Linked DNA regions of Drosophila melanogaster: all the other regions are linked to region 1. A link is a contact called in public Hi-C data. All regions are on one chromosome and are shown on one strand. The core of a region is the stretch at or near the end of the contact, and the rest is flanking DNA. Distances in the headings are between cores, read along the strand shown.

Region 1 (2,700 bases), core at 185-2,684:
TTGCCGGCTGACCGCGCTCACTCGAGTAGAAATTATGTGCAATTTGTCTAGCCAGGGGTCTGGTCTCTAGTCTCTAGACTCTAGACTCCACAACAGTCTGCAGTTCGATTCCGATTTCATTAGACTCCGCCGCCCCGTGTACGGTTGCACATAAAGGAAGTTCGCTGGTATAGTGCAAATTGATAGGGTTTTACTATTGTTTTTGGATTGAATTATTTATTTAAGTTCAAAATGCAATGGTTAACATAACCACCCCACTCTGTTACTTGATACAACTGCTGATATACATATGTATGTAAGAAGATTTATGATTCGATTCCTCTAGTTTCTCCAAGTGCATTGCTGCTTCTTAATGATCGGTGGGCAGTATGCGCATCACGTGCTTCCTATTAGATCGCGGGTATTATCATTAGGTTCGGTGTGGTGTGCTTCGGTTCGGTTCGGTTCCGTTCGGGCCGACTTTCGACCAGGCCAAAAGCAATTACACCGAAAGGGGGAATTCTTTTGCCATCGAATCGGATCGCATCTACCGTACGATCGCTGACCATGCAGCCGGCTGGAAATGGAAATGGGTATGCGAATGGGAAGGAAAACGGTAATGCCAGTGCCAGTACCAGTGCCTCTGCCAGTCCCTCCACGTCATAGGTGTGCTCCTCAAGTGGTGGTATATCGCGGCCCTGCTGATAAGTTGTATTAATTATTTTTATGGTCTTGACGTTGCTCCGTTGGTGTTGTAAATAGTACAAACAGTCGGTCGAAAGTCCAAGAAGCTTTCGATTGGGAAATCTTGCTTGGTTTTCCCTTTGTTTTTTTTTTTTTTTCAATTTTCTTTCAGCGGATAGAAGAGGAACAGAACTCAATTTCCGCCTGAGGCCGACTCTTTTCCACCCGGTAAGTGCCAGTGCCATGTGATTCAAACTTGAGTATTTTCGTACCCTTGGCGTATGTTTGTGGCTACAGGGCTATGGCATCACATGTCATTTATAGTTGGGCCTACCGTCGTTGGCCTGTTGATAAGCCGTAGATTGAGCGCGTGCTTTGTGACTGGGCTGCTTGGGTCTGGTTGCTCCGGGCCTTATTCCGCGTCTACCGAGGGGTCCACACAGGTGTGTGTACACTTTCGAAATTCCAGAAATTCTTGCGTCAAGTAGCCGCCCCGAAAACCTTATCACTCAGACGATCGTCCATCCACTGATTCCTGAGTTGCTCCACTGGAGGGCCGCGAAAGCGACGAAAGCTTGTCAATGGATGGCATTGATACGGGGACAGTTGGCTGGATTGATTGGTTTGATTGTGGGCCATCGTAAATACACCTGGCGCCCGGTGTATTTCAGGGAAATTGCTAATCAGAAAGGTGCACAGGCTTAACCGAATAGAATTTTATATTATTAGATTAAATCAAGTAAATTTAAAGATCTCTTCAAGAAGAAAATCCATTCGAGTTCCATTCCCATAAAGATCTATATCTAGATTTAGTTCTAAACAGAAATTACTTCTAGCTACTGAAAACCACGATCAATCGGGCCTAATTTATTTCCGTTTTCGTGATATTTTCGAGCCAGTTGGGGATTGTCCCATTTGGCATTTGATATGCATGCAGCCGACCGATACAACACTCCTCCGCTTTTGGATCCAGTAGATCCCCCCAGCGATCTGCGGCCATAAATAACCAGTAAAGCCTATGGAATTTCCTATAAATAAGTTCATGACGAATGTAACAAAAATTCCCCGAGCAACCTTAGCCCCGCGCCCTTCTTTACAAATGTGTGTGTGTGTTGTAAATGACCTCGTTCACATAAAGTTCAGAAATTCCATTTACAAACTTGTAATTGAAAAAATCCACACACACACGAGCGAGATTGTCTAGAGACAAAGTCAAACACGTTGGAATTTTTGTTTTTTACCGTTCAATGACGAATTTTACAGAGTGTGTGTGTGTGTGTGTGTGTGCGTTGTTTACGAAAAACAAAAAACAGAACGCCACCAGCTACAAACACACAAAGAAAAACAAAATAAAAAATAAAAAAAAACGAAAATTCCAAAAAGACACTTACGAAAGCCCCGCAACATTTTTTATTGTTCCGTAGATTACAACACATAGGAAAACGCGAGAAGAGCTGAAAAATTTTCGTTGTCGAGGAGGAGAGTGCGCTTCACACCGATATATCAGTATACTGATGTGACAAAATGCAAAAGTAGCACAGATACAAATGCAGATAGGGATACTCTTCTCGCAGTCTTCGAAAAAGAAGGCGTCTGGAAGGGGATCGACTGGAAGGGGCAGTGTCGGTTTGTTTGTGGAATGCCGTTTTGTAAGTTTCTTATGCATGCGACTTCAAACATAGTTCGGCATCGAAACTTTCTAGCACACCGACACACATACGAACGCGATCCAGCCGACACACACACACACACGCACGCAGCCACACACTTAAGCGACTTTCGAAAGGTACAACTTTTTACGAAGTCGCTGCCTCGGCCGCTGTGCAGCCGACGCCACTGCCGCTGCCGCTGTCGCTGCCTCTGTCGACTTCGAATTCCAACGCCAAGATGAAAGATCGGCGCAAAAGAAAAGAAATATTCATTCAGTAAAATTTCATAGCTGCAGCCGCATGGTTGTGCCGCTCTCGCCTGCTCTTGCTTTTCGCGCAACAAACCGAAACGAGAAACACATAAATATAAAAGTGTGAACATTGGCGT
Region 2 (2,700 bases), core at 117-2,616, 2.4 Mb after region 1:
GCTTATAAGCTGGCTATTCGGCATCAATGTGAGTTGGCTATATCCTCCATCAGGCTCTATTTGCATTCATTTGCTTCCATTGCAGTCAAAAATCTTGCCGCGTGTGGTGGACAACGGCTACAAGGGCTTTGGGCATGTGCATCCTACTGCCTTCGGTCCGGATTGGGCCAACACAGAGATACCCATTGCTGCCTCTTTAAGTGACCAAACAGCAGCCATTTGGGGCTCGCAGTGTTTCCAGAAGAACGACGTCAAGGTCACAATGGGTACTGGTGCGTTCCTTAATCTGGTAACAGGCGATCGTTGCCAAGCTGTCATCTCTGGCATGTATCCATTGGTGGCCTGGCAGTTCAAGAAACCAACCAGGCAGCAGGGAGCTGTCTACTGCATTGAGGGAGCATCCCATGACTTTGGCACCGTGGTCACTTGGGCGCAATCGTGCGAGCTCTTCGATAGTCCAGCGAACACCTCAGATATTGCACAGTCCGTTCCAGATACGAACGATGTGTTCTTCATGCCGGCCTTCAGTGGCCTGGGGGTATGTTTTTTAAAGCACTTTTGCAACTGGTTCAAGATTACCTAATCCCCATCTTATCTTTGACAGCCCCCGGTGAACGATTATCGGTCAGCAAGTGGCTTTATTGGCCTCACTCCGTCCACCACCAAAGCCCACATGGTGCGGGCTCTGCTCGAGAGCATAGTATTTCGTCTGGTGCAGCTGATCGAGGCCGCTGAGAAGGAGACCTCTCAGAAGCTTCATATGATTAGGTATTTCTGTCTATCCATCTTAACCAATTTTACATTGCACTTATTTTCTTCTATTTTAGGGTTGATGGCGGCGTCTCCCGCAATGACTTCGTCTGCCAATTCCTTGCGGATCTCAGCCGACTGCGGGTGGAGCGGGCGGACAATGCGGAGAGCAGCATCATGGGAGCCACGTTCATGGCGGGCATCAACCTCGGAATCTGGCGCGATGTGAACGATCTCAAACGTTTCCGGAAAGTGGCGCGAGTCTTTGAACCGCGTCCCAAGGAGTACGAAACCATTGCCAACCGGATGGACAAATGGAGCCGGACGATTGCCCGGTTTAGTGACTGGTATTAGGTTAAACTTTTATTCTCTGTCTTTGTTATTTGTTATTCATTAGTCACTTAGAAGGCTAGGTAGTTGGTAAATAAAATGCTGAATTTATATATTACATACGTTTTTATGGGCTGTGGAATATATATATATTTTAAATGACATATTTAAGTGCTAATCTTCGAAGCTGAATAATAAATTTCAAATATATTAACCAACAATCAGCTTGCCGCCGATAACCGATAACGAAGCACTGTTATTGTCATCGCTAACCATACCGGGTGTGGTGACACTGATTTTGGGGCTTAGCACGCTGCACGTTTGTTTTTATTTTGATTTTGTTGGTGCACAAATCGCAGTAGAATGGCAAAAACGAAGAAAAATGTAAGGGCCAAGGCGAAAAGCGTGGTGGGGGCGGCCAAGCAGAAGGCTCAGGACATGAAGGCCAAGCTGCGCGAGGATCGTCTGCTCCACAAGACCCTTACGCCCAAGAAGACGACCACCAAGAAGGAGAAATCCGAGGCGAAACACAAGAAGCTGCTCAAGAGATTCGCCGAAGCGCGTAAGAAACGCAAGGAGGAGCACAAGAATCGCGAGAAGACCAAAGTTGTCGGAGATCTAAAACCACTGCGGGATGCCCTACCCTCGCTGCAGGACATCTACAAGCTGGTGAAGACCAAGCAAAAGGATGTCTCCGAGGGGGCAGCCCTCACAGAACCAGAGGTCCGACTGAGTGCCAACGAGAAGATCCGGAAAAAACGCACTGAAATGGTCAACACCGTCAAGTCCTTCGAAAAGCTCATCAAAGACAAGAACTTCAAGAAGAATCCCCGCGAAGTCATCGCCGCCCATGTGCGCAACAAGTACCAGGCGATGGAAGAGGACGACTACGAATAGAAGCCTCAAATCAGCAGATTAATTATTTTTAGGTATAAACATAAATAATACAAGGATTGTAAAGAAATATACGATGACGCAAGTATGTTAGTCCAAAACTATGAAAAACGTTACTAATTGAGCACTGTAAAATAAACTGTGCATATCTAGAACAATTTATGATCAATGTTTAGAGCTAAAAAATTCAGTTGCCCCCAAGAAGAAAACAGGTGGATTTTGTTTATTAAGAAGTATCTTTATTATATATGCATTAGGTATAGTTATCATTTAACGATGCATATAAATATTACACGTACGAATGTAAGTTGTAAGCATTAAATCGTAAGAGGGTCAACAGAACGAGGATTAGACAAGATTCGAACGTGAGGACTTTTGGGGGGATCTTTGCATTTTACGGCCCGGGCTATGTGATCGTAGTTAGTCTATCGCTACGTTATATCATAGAGCGTTCTATATGCGCCTGCTTAGGGTTCGAATTTCAACTTGGTGTTGTTCTTCTTACAGTGAAAACGGAGCCGTGGACTCGAGGTCCTTGCGTCCGGACAGTTAATCTACGGCTATTTTATGGTTATTATCGGTATTATCGCGTTAGCGTGGGCTGGCTCCTTCCTGTGAGATCATTAAACGCTAGTCAAACACACATCAGTCGTCTTGTCCATCGTATCGTATCCATTTCGCCACCAGCACTAACAGTAGAGTTAACATAGCTATTGAAAGGTGTCT
Region 3 (2,700 bases), core at 56-2,555, 2.8 Mb after region 1:
TCGATTCACGATTCTCCTTGCGCTTCTTCAAGGGGAAGAATCTCTGGTTCTTCAGCTGGTTCCGATCTTGGGGGGGCCCTTAGTCTCCTCGGTCTGCTCCATATGCGAATTGTGTCGTGAGACTCGCTGCAACTTTGACCCCCTTCAGTGGGCAAGTGATTCAATGTTGCACGCATCGTTTGGCTACGGGTGAATAGCTCTAGAACCCTTGGGAAAATCAGAGGAACTACGACTGACACTTGGGGGACACTCCCCCTTATTTAAAATAAACATCAAGGTAGTGGTAAAGCTTGTTCTAATCAGCTTACAAAGCCATTATTTGAATGCAATATTTAAAATAATGGTTGTGTTTTTAAAAAATGAGAGTTTTGCAGCTGCATTAGTTTCTGTTTCTTTTCAATGTGCCCGCCTCAGTTGCCCTGCTCCAAATGGCCATCGCCGTAGAAGTCGCCACACTTGCCCCCAAATCTAGTTGCAGTTTGCATGTTTGCCGGCACTTTCGATCCAATAGAGCTCCCCTCTTCCCCAATTTGCCCGCCTTGGAAACTTATGCACATCTTGTCGGCACATAAATTCTCATTACAAGTGGAAACGATGACGATGACAACGACTTGGCCTATGGCACTGAACTTTTGTGCTTAATTTTTTCGATATGCAATAAATTGAGAATGCCCAATGGGGATGGTTGGGGATAGCCAGTGGATGTCGATCGCGGATGGGAGATTCCTTGGGTTGACCCTTGTACCTCTAGGTATAAGTTAGGTGAGTTCTTTCGATGTCACTATCAGATGAGGCAATATATTACCATCTTTGCTATTTGATCGAAGGCATTAATAATACAATTAAATTGTATAGACTTTCGGATTGCAGATCCATGTGGGAGGTCAAAAGACATGTTGACCACGCTAGTCCAACAACCTCAACTAATATTCTGTTTCTAAGCCGTTGTGCCCCCTCTGCAAATATATATTCAATCAACTGGTGCTGCATTTATTACAGACGAGTTTTAAACCTGTGCACACACACAATTTCCAAGGGCCGTGGATATATGTTAGTTAAACAGGATGGAGAAGGAAGTCCAAGCAGCATCACTACTCTGCTGGCCGGATGAGCATTAATTGCGTTGATTGTCATCGCTGCTTGCTGCTTGTTGATGTTGCTGCTGTTGCTGATGTTGCTGCTGATGCTGATGCTGATGTTGCTGTTGCTGTTGTCGCTCTGCGTGCAATTGTTGCAAAAAGCTGCGGGCTGCGAATTGCAGTCGGTTCATTGGACTGGCGCAGTCAGCTTGCAACTTGCAACGTCAGTCGCATGCGCCGATGTCTAGGTAAAAGTTCTATGTTGCTGTTGCTGTGGCTTTTGCTGTTGTTGGTGTTGTTGTTGTTGATGTTGTTGTTTTGCTTTTTAGACACAATTTCCGGGTCATTGACTTGAAGCATTTCTTCATTGAATTGCGTATGTGACTGCAACTGTGTGGGTTAGTCCCGCGTTCTCAGTGTGAGTGTATATATGTGCAGCAACACGATCAATAAACGAGACAAGCAGCAACAACAACACCAGCAAGCACTACACCAATAACAACAACGACAACAACAGTAAAGAACACCAACAACATTGACAACCACACCAACAACAATCACAACAAACACTACACCAACAATAGCAACAACACCAATATCAACAACAACAGAAACAACAACAGAAACAACAACAACATACACGCACAACGACGACGGCGAGTTAGAAGAAATACGATAAAAAAAACAGAGACGAAGCAAGCGAAGAACTTTTATATTACCAAAGAGTGCTTTCAGAAAGTGCACTGAAAAAAAATCTATTTTAGATCAGAAGGATTAGTGCAATATTTGTAAAACCGTAATAGATCGATAATACAAAACCTTTATTGAATAAAAAAATTGACTACTTTATGATTATGCAAACTTATATCCAAACAAATCTCATTTTCTCTCTCTGTAGAAAGGGGGGAAGTGTTGAAGAAAGGGGCGGTACGGTGGGTGCTGAAGGGGTGTTGTTGTTCTGTTTACGACTTTGCCTCGATTTTTGTTGGAGGACGAATGCGTGTGCAGTGCAAGAGCAGAAAAACACAACAACCAACAACCCAGTGGAGGAACAACACAAGCAAAAACAACTGCACAACGTGCACAGTTAAAGAAAAAGGCCAAAGAATATGGTGGCACGAAAGGACGACTATCAGAATACTCATGTTTCATATTTTTAAAATTCCTTTTTGTGTTAAATGCATTTTCCATCAAATAGCTTCTCTTAATTTCTAGTAAACTTAATGTGTGAGCTTTTTGATCTGGCACAAACACCGTGTCAAAAGTATATACCCAATGACCCTTTCTGCCGGTTTTTCTAGGGTATGCAAACAACAACAACAAACACAGAGGCAACGAACGCAGATAAAACCATGCAACCGGCAAGGTAACAGCCCCAGAAGCGAACGAAAACCTCCGCTAGCCACCTGCCCCTGCCCCGCCCCACGCCTTTTCCCCGCCCCCTGATCACCACCACTTTGCTCCCCCCTCCCGTCAAGCAGGTAACCTGATCGCCACAAAACAGAAGAAACAGAACGGAGAGTGAGGAGGAGAAGCCGGAGCCAGCATATCAGGAGACGTAGTCTCTTCCCAGAGAGCACTGCTCGAAATTGGATACCCTTTTCAAAGTAACACGAATGTA

What was found. A called contact is a pair of places that touch in the nucleus more often than the background predicts.
Region 2: a contact with region 1 is called in a Hi-C map of the Kc167 cell line, with 2.2 times the contacts expected there. A contact is called at or near these places in 4 of 107 Hi-C or Micro-C datasets (the Kc167 cell line, embryo and eye imaginal disc) and 1 of 7 datasets of targeted methods (the Kc167 cell line).
Region 3: a Hi-C map of the Kc167 cell line shows a contact between it and region 1, with 2.4 times the contacts expected there. A contact is called at or near these places in 3 of 107 Hi-C or Micro-C datasets (the Kc167 cell line, the ML-DmBG3-c2 cell line and the S2 cell line) and 2 of 7 datasets of targeted methods (both in the Kc167 cell line).

Annotation. Positions count from the first base shown.
Region 1 is chr3L:637,134-639,833 of dm6, forward strand. lncRNA:CR43423 (long non-coding RNA:CR43423) reads right to left here and starts at 1,435. Exons shown (of 2, transcript NR_048210.1): 1 at 998-1,435; 2 at 353-680. lncRNA:CR43334 (long non-coding RNA:CR43334) reads left to right here. Exons shown (of 1, transcript NR_048209.1): 1 at 1-2,700.
Region 2 is chr3L:3,053,713-3,056,412 of dm6, forward strand. CG16753 reads left to right here and starts at 1,367. Exons shown (of 1, transcript NM_139507.3): 1 at 1,367-2,130. The coding sequence starts at 1,444. The coding sequence ends at 1,977. CG1271 reads left to right here. Exons shown (of 4, transcript NM_206259.2): 2 at 1-28; 3 at 86-538; 4 at 605-1,194. The coding sequence ends at 979. It overlaps CG32486, which reads right to left. Exons shown (of 8, transcript NM_139508.3): 8 at 2,196-2,700.
Region 3 is chr3L:3,392,783-3,395,482 of dm6, forward strand. lncRNA:CR45737 (long non-coding RNA:CR45737) reads left to right here and starts at 1,306. Exons shown (of 1, transcript NR_124771.1): 1 at 1,306-1,825.